Linked DNA regions of Capsicum annuum: region 2 is linked to region 1. Evidence: chromatin contacts called from public Hi-C data. All regions are on one chromosome and are shown on one strand. Each heading gives the region's core, a stretch centred on a gene start, on an enhancer-like site or on the middle of the called end of the contact. The rest is flanking DNA. Distances are from core to core; before and after follow the strand shown. Region 1 holds the start of LOC107871314 (RNA polymerase II C-terminal domain phosphatase-like 3). Region 2 holds the start of LOC107871315 (probable nucleolar protein 5-2).

Region 1 (5,280 bases), core at 2,068-4,567:
GAACTATGAAGAACACGCCGAGGATCGCGAGGTTTCATGCGGACAATAGCCACTTCATCCTGCAAATCTTGACAATGTCAGATATTCCAGAGGACAACTAAAGTAGCATGAAGTATCAAATAGAGTGCTTAGCTTTCTCATTTTGACACAAAAACATCAATTGAAAATAAAGATTACATAATTTCCAATGTAACAGAAACGTAACCGCTCTGCACCCTATTCCACCCCAAACACAAGAAAAAGAGAAACCCTTAAAAATGTCAGAAAAAAAAAAAGGGAACTGTGCAATAGAAGCAGTAAAGACGACATTGCAAACGAACTCATTCTTCAAAAGGTTGTAAATGAAACTTGCCATTGCAGCTGTCTGTGTAGGAGGCTGAAGTATTCCCACTGATCTCTGCCCAATAGAGGAGGTTATGGGAGCAACTGCATCCGTTGATGGAACTGCTCCAAGAATAGAGTTAGAACTTGAAGCTTGTGTTGTAGTTCTACAAGCATCAACAGATTTCTGCTGTTCCATCTTAATTATATTCATCCATATTGATGGATTTATAGCTATATCTTTTAATAGAGAATGTAAAGTTGCTGAAGTGCTCATGCCAGCCAATGAAAAGTTTTCATCAGCATTAACTATGACACTTGGTATAGTAGCAACACTAGTTGTTGCTTGCTCCAATTTCCTAGTGTCATTGTCACTGATATCTATAGCATAGTCACTACTGGTAATTGGCAACCCAGTAGTCCCTCTATCCTCTAAACAACCACCATTTCCAGTCAAGGGTCGCATAGAATCAGTCTGTTCACTTCTTTGTCTTTTTGACAATGGGGCATCAAAGACTGGTAGCTCTACTGTTTTCTGCTTTCTTGAACCTATCATCTCTAAAGAAGCCTCTAATTTCAAATCAATGTTTGGGATAGACATGATATTTTTATTCAAGTTCTGACCAGCTGCATCGCTGGTTGCCAATCTGAGCCTGGGATCTCTACTTTTTGCTGTAGAAGATCGCAAAGAAGGATTTGGTAGAAAACTCATAGGATCTGCAGTCCGGACAGTTCCAAGTCCTTGTCCAGCAAGAAAATTGGTCTGGGAAACAGAAGACACTACTGGTTGGCCCAAGCTAGATGAATTCAGAAGGCTGGCATTATGTACAACATTAGAACTGGAGACCTCCCCACCAATGTCCCCTTCACCACTATCACCCTCTTCAGACGGGGTTGGACTTGGAAGCTTTTCACTAACAAAAAGGGAACTTCGACCAAATTTCTGTTGATAGGAGGAAACAGCCTTAAGGGCATCAGTTTCATAAGGATGCAATAAAGAATTCCCTTTCTCAAGAGAACACGCAAAAATGGGCAACTCCGGTTTCACTGTTCCGTGAGCCTGTGTAGATGCTTTTGCAGCAGGGAACTGTGGTCTAATTTCTCGTGTAGGTGACGGAAGAGTATCTTCATCATGGTCTTTATGGAGGTCTAGCAAAGGAATGGATAGTCCTCTAGCTTTAGAATTGGTCAATCCTGGTTTAGAAGATTCAAATGACACACTCGTCTCCTTCAGGCCTGAAAATTTGGAAGATACAGCATCTGAATCATACTTCTTGAAAGAAGTAAAATCCAGATTTGTATTTTCAGAAGATTTATGAGAAGCATTCATATCTAACAGTTCAACAACTTTGATCCCGTTGTCCTGGTCCTTGTCTTCAGTAATTGACGAAACAGCTGACAGGTTAGTGGAGAGAATCGCGGCATCCACCTAGGACATCAAGTAGCAGTATAAGCTACCAAAACTGCAAGCATTCTCACTACATATGCTTTTATGAAAACACACCTCATTTAACTGCTCAGAAGACAAAAGAGCAGGTAATTGGCTCTTTGCATGAATAAGCAACCTGCAAGCGAATTAGAATGACTGAGAAGTCTGCAAATGCACTAGGACTCTATATGTACACACACCAAAATAAGATCCACAAACGCAAATGTAAAAGGAACAACAAAAACCTAGATAGGCTATCTCTGTTTTCTTGCTTCTGATTCTGGTTCATGGAGAAGAAAACCTGCAAAAGAAAGAGATCTCAGCATTCACAAAACCACACGTTTTCAGCTATGGGATGATGAGGCTGAAAGATAAAGACATATATCCGAATATCTTACAGAATTTATGTTTTGGATGGCAGTCATAAACAGTTGAATAAGAATGTCGAAATCTGGAGAAACAGCTACTTCCCCCAAGCTGTCCAATGAGCTTCGCAATTTGGAACAAACCACAGGAAAGGATCTATGCAAACAGATAGAGCATAATTAGTCCATTTAATTGCAATTGAAAAAGTTCTCTTCGTGTGTTAGTTATTTACTACTGCTATAGTTTTAGATCCAAAACTTACTTCTCCGCCTCAGCTGGAGTAACACACTGAAGTTGTTCCCTAATGAAATTGGCGGTTTTAACAGAATCAAAGCCATCATTGTTGATACCACCATTTACAACTACCTCCGCATCCAAGTCGATCTCGCCTTCCTCCAACTCTCCTTCCTCCTTAGCGTCGTCATCCACATCAATGATGACCTTCTCAGATTCGACATCAACAGACTGCTTCGAGTTGTCAGCAGTCATAACGAAAAGCTCGTCTAAAGGCTTATTCTGCACAGCTTGAGCCCAAGCCAGGTTATACAAACCCCTAGCGTAATCCCTCGAAATCGGATACTTATAAACATCTCTCATGGTCCAAACCCTAGTCGAATTTTGATTTTGATTTTGATTTTGACTATTGGTTAAGTTGGCACTGACAATCTTAGTAGGCGTGGGTGGGTCTTGCCTATTGAATGCATCCTCACTGATTTCTTCAACGGATGCCGAATCTGAGATCTCACCCTCCTCTACATCTTGAACTGGATTACATTCTTCCATCATTTGACCTAGGGTTTTTTCTTCTCTTTTCTCTTCTTTTCTTCAAATAAATAGAGTTAAACTACAAGTTAGAAACAAAATAGAAGTACAAAGAATTTGAATTTGCAACGCTAAGATGCAAAAATTAATCGAAAACGGAAAGAAGCGAAATCGCCAATTATGATTTATGAACACAAAATTTAGTCATTTATTTGAATCGGAAAATTCGGATGTAAAGGACAAATGGATTCGGATCTGCAGAATTGGAAAAGCGTGGTATATATATATATATATATATACCATGAGAAGTACGGGATATATATATATATATTATATCATAATTTATAAGTATGAGCACGGGATGGAATATAACAAAAGTAATAGAGATGGGAGGAGAGAAAGGGTTTTGGGTTTGATCCTTATCTCTCGTAAATGAAAAAAAAAATTATGGTCAATTCTTTATTACTTAGTATATTGACGGTAGGAATAAAGGATTAATTTTATGGTTATTGGCGGTGGAAATATCTTGAAAAAGTAAAAAAAAAAAATTTGGGTAGCAAAGGAAGAGAATTTCAGGGGGCAAGAATTTAGGATGACATGACGAGGATTAAGCTGAGTCGTCTATCTCTTCCATCCCAAATAGTAGATTCGGTAAAAGTAAGACCTGCCCTCCACCCACACCAGAGTCAGCATAACGGTCTCTATACTCTGCTCACTTCTATTCTTTTTTTATGTAATTCCTCTATTTGATTTTACTTATCACTAATTTCTTAATTGAATTTTTATTTTTACTTGTTATTTTTGACATATCAAGAGAAAATAACTTCTTTTTTTCTATTTTATCCTTTGATTATTTTTTTCAAATTAATTTTAAGGTATAGTGTAAGCATTATTTAATATAGGTATTATGGTAAAATAGTCATGTTATTAATTATTTTTCTTAATAAGTGTGTCAACTCAAAATGTGACAAGTAAAATTGAACGGAGAAAGTAGATAACTAGACAATGGAGAGCCCGTAAATGTTACAATTTTAAATATATTATAGATATTTAATTAGGTTTTTTAGAGAAAATCCTATACTTTGTTTAGATGGCGGTTTTCATAATTTCATAATACACGGTTCTGTATAATATGATATTATATTGTACAGTATAGTACAATGAAATATTTGGATGAATTATATCGTTTATTGTTGTTTAACAACATTCTATTATTTAATTTAATGTTATGATATTATATTGTAATTGGTAAGTTTACTAAAATATTCTTAATTAGTATAACTATTAAATTTATCAATAATTATTAATAAAATAATTTAAGATAATTTTCTCCCTGCTAATCTATCACAAATTATGTCATATAAATATATTAAGTTGTTAAATTCAATCTTTGAGTCGAGGATTTATCGAAACAACTTCTCTATCTCACATCCTAAGTAATGGTATGGATTACGTAAACTTACCCTCTGCAGACCCCACTTAGTGAAAATATACTGAATATGTTGTTGTTGTTGTAAGTTGTTGAATTCATATAAATTCGAACAAAATTGTAATACCCCGTATTTTGCATGCACTGGCTCTATTTATATGGAACTTGGTATAGCCTTGTGGTATAGGTAATAGACGAGATTTATTAAGCGAGTATTGATAGTGTAGATGGAGTTCTAGATACTGCTTATATGTTTTAATGTGACGCGGTCAAATTTAAAGTGACTAAGTCTGTACAAGTTGTAAATTAGATTAAAGGGATTAGGAGTTGGAAATGGAATAAAATATTGAGGTGCTTGCTTGACTTAATTAAGCTAGTAGGTGAGTCACCCACTTAAGTTATTTGGATCAAGTTAATAAACCCATAGTTATGGATCAGATTTGGGCGTATACTAATGTACTCATTTGGGCCCAAATTGAATAAAGTATAAATAACATAAATACCAACTCTTTTAAAAGTAATTACACTCTCTCCCACTTTTTTAATTACTTTATTATCTCTCCCTATTAATATACATAACATACCTGACATATACATAGCATTCTGTGTATATGTATGGATTTTTGAACTATGTTTAAGGAGTTGGAATTTTTTGTAATATTGAAAACATAAGTTGTGTATTTGTGTAATTTTTAGTTGAATAAAAGAGGAAGAAAATAGAGAAATGGCCCAACACACAAATCTGTCAAGGCCCAAATATAGTTGAGCCCAACTAAAAAATTAAACAAGTAGGTGCATCACCTACTTTGACCCTTTTGAGCAGCGTAATCTCTTTAAGTAGGTGCATCACCTACTTGGACCAATTTGACCAAATTTGAAGCCCCAAATGCAGCTAAGTGGATGGCCAAAAATAGGGCCTTTATAAGAATAAGTTGCTGGTCATTTTCCCTCATTCTTAAGTCACAAAAAAAGT
Region 2 (5,280 bases), core at 1,084-3,583, 660 kb before region 1:
CTCAACTGGCAAGAAACTGTCAGATTTCAGGAAACCACAGAGCTGTGACTACTCAAAGTACATATACTAAATAGAATACATATGGAACGAGCATAAAATTGGCTGTGTAAACAATGAAATGCCAACCTACATAATCACCATCAGCATGCTTTATGGAGAATGTTATTCCATATTTTTGTTTACACTCTTTAGATCCTTTCTTAAAGTTACACAACACGATGCAATTTAAAGAATCAGAATTGACAATTTCCAGGGTGAATCAAATAATATGCACTATCTAAAATTTTAATAATGACGATCTAGCATCACCAGAATTAAATAGAATAATGTTATCCAACAACAGATAACACTCTAAAATTAGTTCAGACCTAGTAATATTACACACGCTCTACCAGAAATGATACAAGCTAGAGCATACAAAACCGAAGTGTTCTGCAGCAATTGATTTTTTATAAGATCACCCGCCCCAAATCTCTAATCCATGAGTTAAGGTTGGTCCTTTTCCACTTTGTTGCCTTGGTGGATTGAACCCCTAACTTCCTTTAATATGTTGTCTTTCCCTTCTATCCACTAGGCTAACCTACCTTTTCTCCATGGCAACTGATTATCCCAATATTTGCTACGTAATAATATATATAACGAAACCATGTAGAACATGAATTAGATCAGTCAATTTACAGCAATTACCTTGTCAGGGCTAAACTTTAGCTTGTATCTTGAAAGACTGTGAGATAAACCCAAGCTCATTGGAGTCAAGTCTTGATACGCAAGACCAGAAATGAGCTCAGTCAACTGACTTCTAACCCCTCTCATCAATTCCATGACAGCATTATTATGAACACAATCAATTTGCTGCAAACACATCACACACAAGCTTCAGCCAAAAAAGATAGGAAACAGAACATAACTAAGACATAATGAGCTGACATAAAAAGGGAACCGACCAGTTTCTCTTTAATTGCATTTCCAAGCTTTGAATCAGCAACCCCCAAAGTTTCACCATCACAATGCGCTTTCAAGAACTTGCGCAGTCCTTTGCTGGGCTTGCTATCTATCAACAGCGTAGCTGCTGATAGAGCTTCTGAGGTGTTCTCAAACTTAGAGAAAGCTTTTAGCTTCACAACCTGTTTCCGTACCAACCAATCACGTAAATGTAGAATTTACGAAACATAAAGTTGAAACTTTAGGTATGTCGTATCCCCAACATCAACTAAGCATAATTTATTTATTAAAAAAAAAAGATAAAAAAAGACCATGGTTGGAGTGTGTCTAATAAAGTAGCTTGTGTTTACCAAACCAACATAGAGAACAACAAAGCCGTGCTTGGCTTTGTCCAATTTTTAACATGCTATGCCAAAATTTCTCCTTGACGTGTTTTAGAGCCTGTTTGGATTGCCAGCCATTAGTTAGAATTTCTAGCTTTTGGCTTTTGGCTTTTGGCTTACTTTTATCATTTTGGCTTAAAATCAAGTGCTTATAAGCACTTTTTTTATTTTATCCAAACGGCTCTTACTTTCAAAATTTTAACCACAGTATATCATACCGAGCTAACTGCGCCCAATGTCTACACAAACCAATAAATACATAAAATATTTGTTTTATCAAAAGACTCGGATTTTAGAGCTAAACTTGATGAGTAAAAAAACCAGGTTAAAGAAGAAGTACTTTTCTGGCAGAATCAGTTGAGGAGAACTCCTTCCACAAATCCTACAACACAGACAAAAAAGAAAATTCTATAATAAAACAAGAAAACACAAAATAAATAAATAAATAAATAAATAATGAAAATACCTCAACTTTGGAGAGTTTTCCCTCATCCAGAACTTTGAAAAGGGCAAAGCCTGCCGGCGTTTCAAACAATACCAACATCTTCTTTGGCCAAAAAAACAAATGGGAGAAAACGGAAGAAGCTGTAAGAGAGGGTTTAGCTCCTCACTTCCTTCTCTGTATGCCTATGCTATTGAAGGTACTACGGTTTTAGAGAGGTGGCAATGGGTTTTGTTGCAAAAACAGTAACTAGCTCTATTGCTCCCCCGATAATTCCATATTTACACTTCTATCCTGGAATGTTTTACTCTAATATTTGAGGTAAAATAGCAAACTCTATGAAGGTGTCAATATCATATCCAATTGGTTCAACCCATTTAAATTTAGATCGGTTATTGTCCCACCTAGTTTAACCTTTTCTCTTATTTTCACCGTAAAATGTTGATTACAATTAAATAAACGTCATATGTTAATTTTTTCCCTTTATATTTCTTTATTATTAGAATTAGCAGTTATTTGTGTTACATTATAGCGCACAAGAAGAGGCAAAAAAAACTTGAAGAATTTGTCTACTCTTGAACACTTATGTCGGTAAGCATATATCAGCTTCTTTCATTAAATTATATATTATTTTGACTATATAGAAGCGTGAAGGGAAACAAGTGATGGTGGTCATATTTTACGATATCATCTTTATTAATTATTATATATGTATCAGTTAAGTATTAAAAAATTAATAATATTTAATAAAAAATATAAAATAGACATTTATGACATGTCTATTTCAGCTACTTCAATCGTAATTTTACTATTTCATCCCTAATTAATTACTTTAAGTGATTTAAATATTAAAAAAATATATTTAATAAAAAAGATAAAATAAACAAAAAAAATGATAAACAAACTATTAATGTTTTAAATTAACTTGACATTTTATATAAGGCCCGTCTAAATTTTTTTCACAATTATTTTTTATATTAATTTTTTTATATCACTTTTAATAAGTTATTTCCTAATTGATTATTATATGTCATTTACGTATTAAGAAATTAATAATATTTAATAGAAAAATTAAAATAGACATTTATGACATGTCTGCTTCAGCTAGTTCAACCGTAATTTTACTATTTCATCCCTAATTAATTATTAAAAAATAATATTTAATAAAAAATAAAATAAATAAAAATAATAATAAATTAACTATTGATGTTTAAAATTAACTTGACATCTTATATGAGGCCCGCTTAAATTTTTTTGACAACTATTTTTATAGTAATTTTCTTGTATCACTTCTAATAAGTTATTATGAGTCATTTAAGACATGTCTGTTTTGCGACTTCAATCATCATATTTGATTGACTCTCAAAATTATATCAGTGTCACTTAGATTGAAATAGAAGAAAAAGTATTATAAATTTCAATAATTAAAAACTTAAATTATTTTTAAAATATAATAGACTATCAATGCTAAAAAGTTTGGACAAGGAGATTATTATAAATTATAATTGTTAACAACTTAAAATAATAAATTATAATGTCAAAAAACTATTATAAATTACAATAGCTAACAACTTAAAATATCTAAAAGAAATATTTAACATATAATTAGTTATCAAAATTTATTTATATCACATAAACTGAGACTAAAAATAACATATATTTGGCCTGTACTAGTGTAAGACCCCGCAAAATTCCTAGCTTAATTCAGTCCTTTAAGCTTGTTAAGGGTCTCAGACTTAGAAAATTCTAGCTAAGTATTCAGACTTAGTTTATTTTTAGGCCTTCGAAAGTTGACAATCTCATTTCGCGACCTTAAATTCCTTTAAATGTCTATATTTTAGTTAATTCATGATTAGGAAGGTCAATAGGTGTTCTCGGACTAGTTTCGAATTTTTCGAACTTCGTTTGAAGCTCCTTTGAAATCCTAAAACAGTGTACCAACGCGATCTTGGAGCGCCACATCGCTATCGCTTTGGTTAATATTTTCCCCAACTACCAGCGTCAAATTTCAATGAGTCAGCACGATCGTGGCGCGATGCGTTGGATATCGCGTTGGTGACATCGATGCGCCGCGTCGACTTACGCATCGACAATCCAATTTTCACTCATTAAAAGACGTGTTCTTGGGGGTATTTGGGTCTTTTTTCCCCGACTCTCAGCCCTCAAAACACAAAATTTTAATACCCTATGAAGCAAATAAACACATTCTTTCTCAATTTCTCTCAAGAACAAGCCTTAGGGTTTTTAAATTTCAAATCAAGAACTCAAGATTCCACCATTAATTTTCAGAAATTCTTCAACAAGGTATGTAAAGTGTTCATCCAAAGGTTCCTTCCACCCTTGGAGTTCGAGAAACTTCTTTTAAAAACATGAATTGTGATTTCCATGTTGTGGGTTCGAATGTAATCATGTTGATGTTGTAGAATGTGTTCTAAGTTGAAATCTTTATGTGTTTTTTAATATTATGATAGGATGTAAGTTGAATTTTGATTCTCTTATATTGAAACCCTTGAATTTTGAAGTCATGATGTATTAGCATTGTTGATCATACCCAAGTATAAAGCTACGCCTACTATGTGTTTGATAAAATGCTAAATTAAGACTATGGTGCTTTTGTGTTCCTTTGGTGGTCTAAATGATGAACTTATGCTATACCCACATGTTCACAATGTCTTCCATGTTAAAGCTATACCTTGCATGTGTTTGATGGAATGCTCATGAGATTAGTTTAATGAAATTATAATGTGTTAGTATGCATTCCTATTCATGTGCAAGTTCATGACTTTCAAGTGATTGATGAAATGCCTTTTAGATCGTATTGTGAGTTGTTGACTATTGTCAAGTATTCAAGAATTATCATGTCTTATTATTTTCATGCTATCGAGTCCTGGGGTATTTAATACCCGATAATTTAGCTGTGTGTCTAGAGTCAGTATCAGTTACAGAACAGTATCAATCATGTCATGATCAGTAGTGCTCTAGTTCAGTTACAGAACTTAGAAAAACTCAGTAAACTCAGTATCAATCCAGTCCGATTCAGTATTCAGTTCAGTCCTCAGTAAACTCAGTCAGATAACAGAACTCACTAGTATTTCATCAGTCAACAAAACTAGTAAACTCAGTTCAGTTCAGTTAATCAGTACAATCAGTAACAGATCAGTCCAGCCTAGTATGAACTAGGAAATCAGTTCAGTATCTATTCAGTTGGGAAACCTAAGAATGGGGACTCACCTGCCAACAGAGGGTGTGATCCTTAGAAGCAGTCCTTGCGTTCCAGAACTACGTAGCCAACGTAGGTTGAGACATCAAAACCTGATAGTTGAGGGTTGATGAGGTGGCTTAACCTGACAATTGAGGGTCCCACCGTTCTCATTTGAGAAACTTCTAGATAAGGGTATCTCTTCAGTGTCTTTACCCGTGGAACAGTACTGACACCCTTCCAACTAGGGTTACAGGTTGGACCCCAAATTTATTCAGAAAAGGGGCATGTCGGTTAGATGATTACCTCACACA

The links. Hi-C and Micro-C count contacts between places; a contact is called where the count stands out from the background.
Region 2: a Hi-C map of bud shows a contact between it and region 1, with 4 times the contacts expected there. The contact joins the promoter of LOC107871315 here to the promoter of LOC107871314 in region 1. A contact is called at or near these places in 2 of 5 Hi-C or Micro-C datasets (bud and leaf).

What each region holds. Positions count from the first base shown.
Region 1 is chr12:157,999,778-158,005,057 of UCD10Xv1.1, reverse strand. LOC107871314 (RNA polymerase II C-terminal domain phosphatase-like 3) reads right to left here and starts at 3,317. Exons shown (of 12, transcript XM_016718207.2): 1 at 2,379-3,317; 2 at 2,149-2,272; 3 at 1,996-2,051; 4 at 1,826-1,886; 5 at 353-1,750; 6 at 1-59. The coding sequence starts at 2,902.
Region 2 is chr12:158,657,587-158,662,866 of UCD10Xv1.1, reverse strand. LOC107871315 (probable nucleolar protein 5-2) reads right to left here and starts at 2,333. Exons shown (of 8, transcript XM_016718209.2): 1 at 1,792-2,333; 2 at 1,666-1,707; 3 at 945-1,124; 4 at 688-852. The coding sequence starts at 1,869.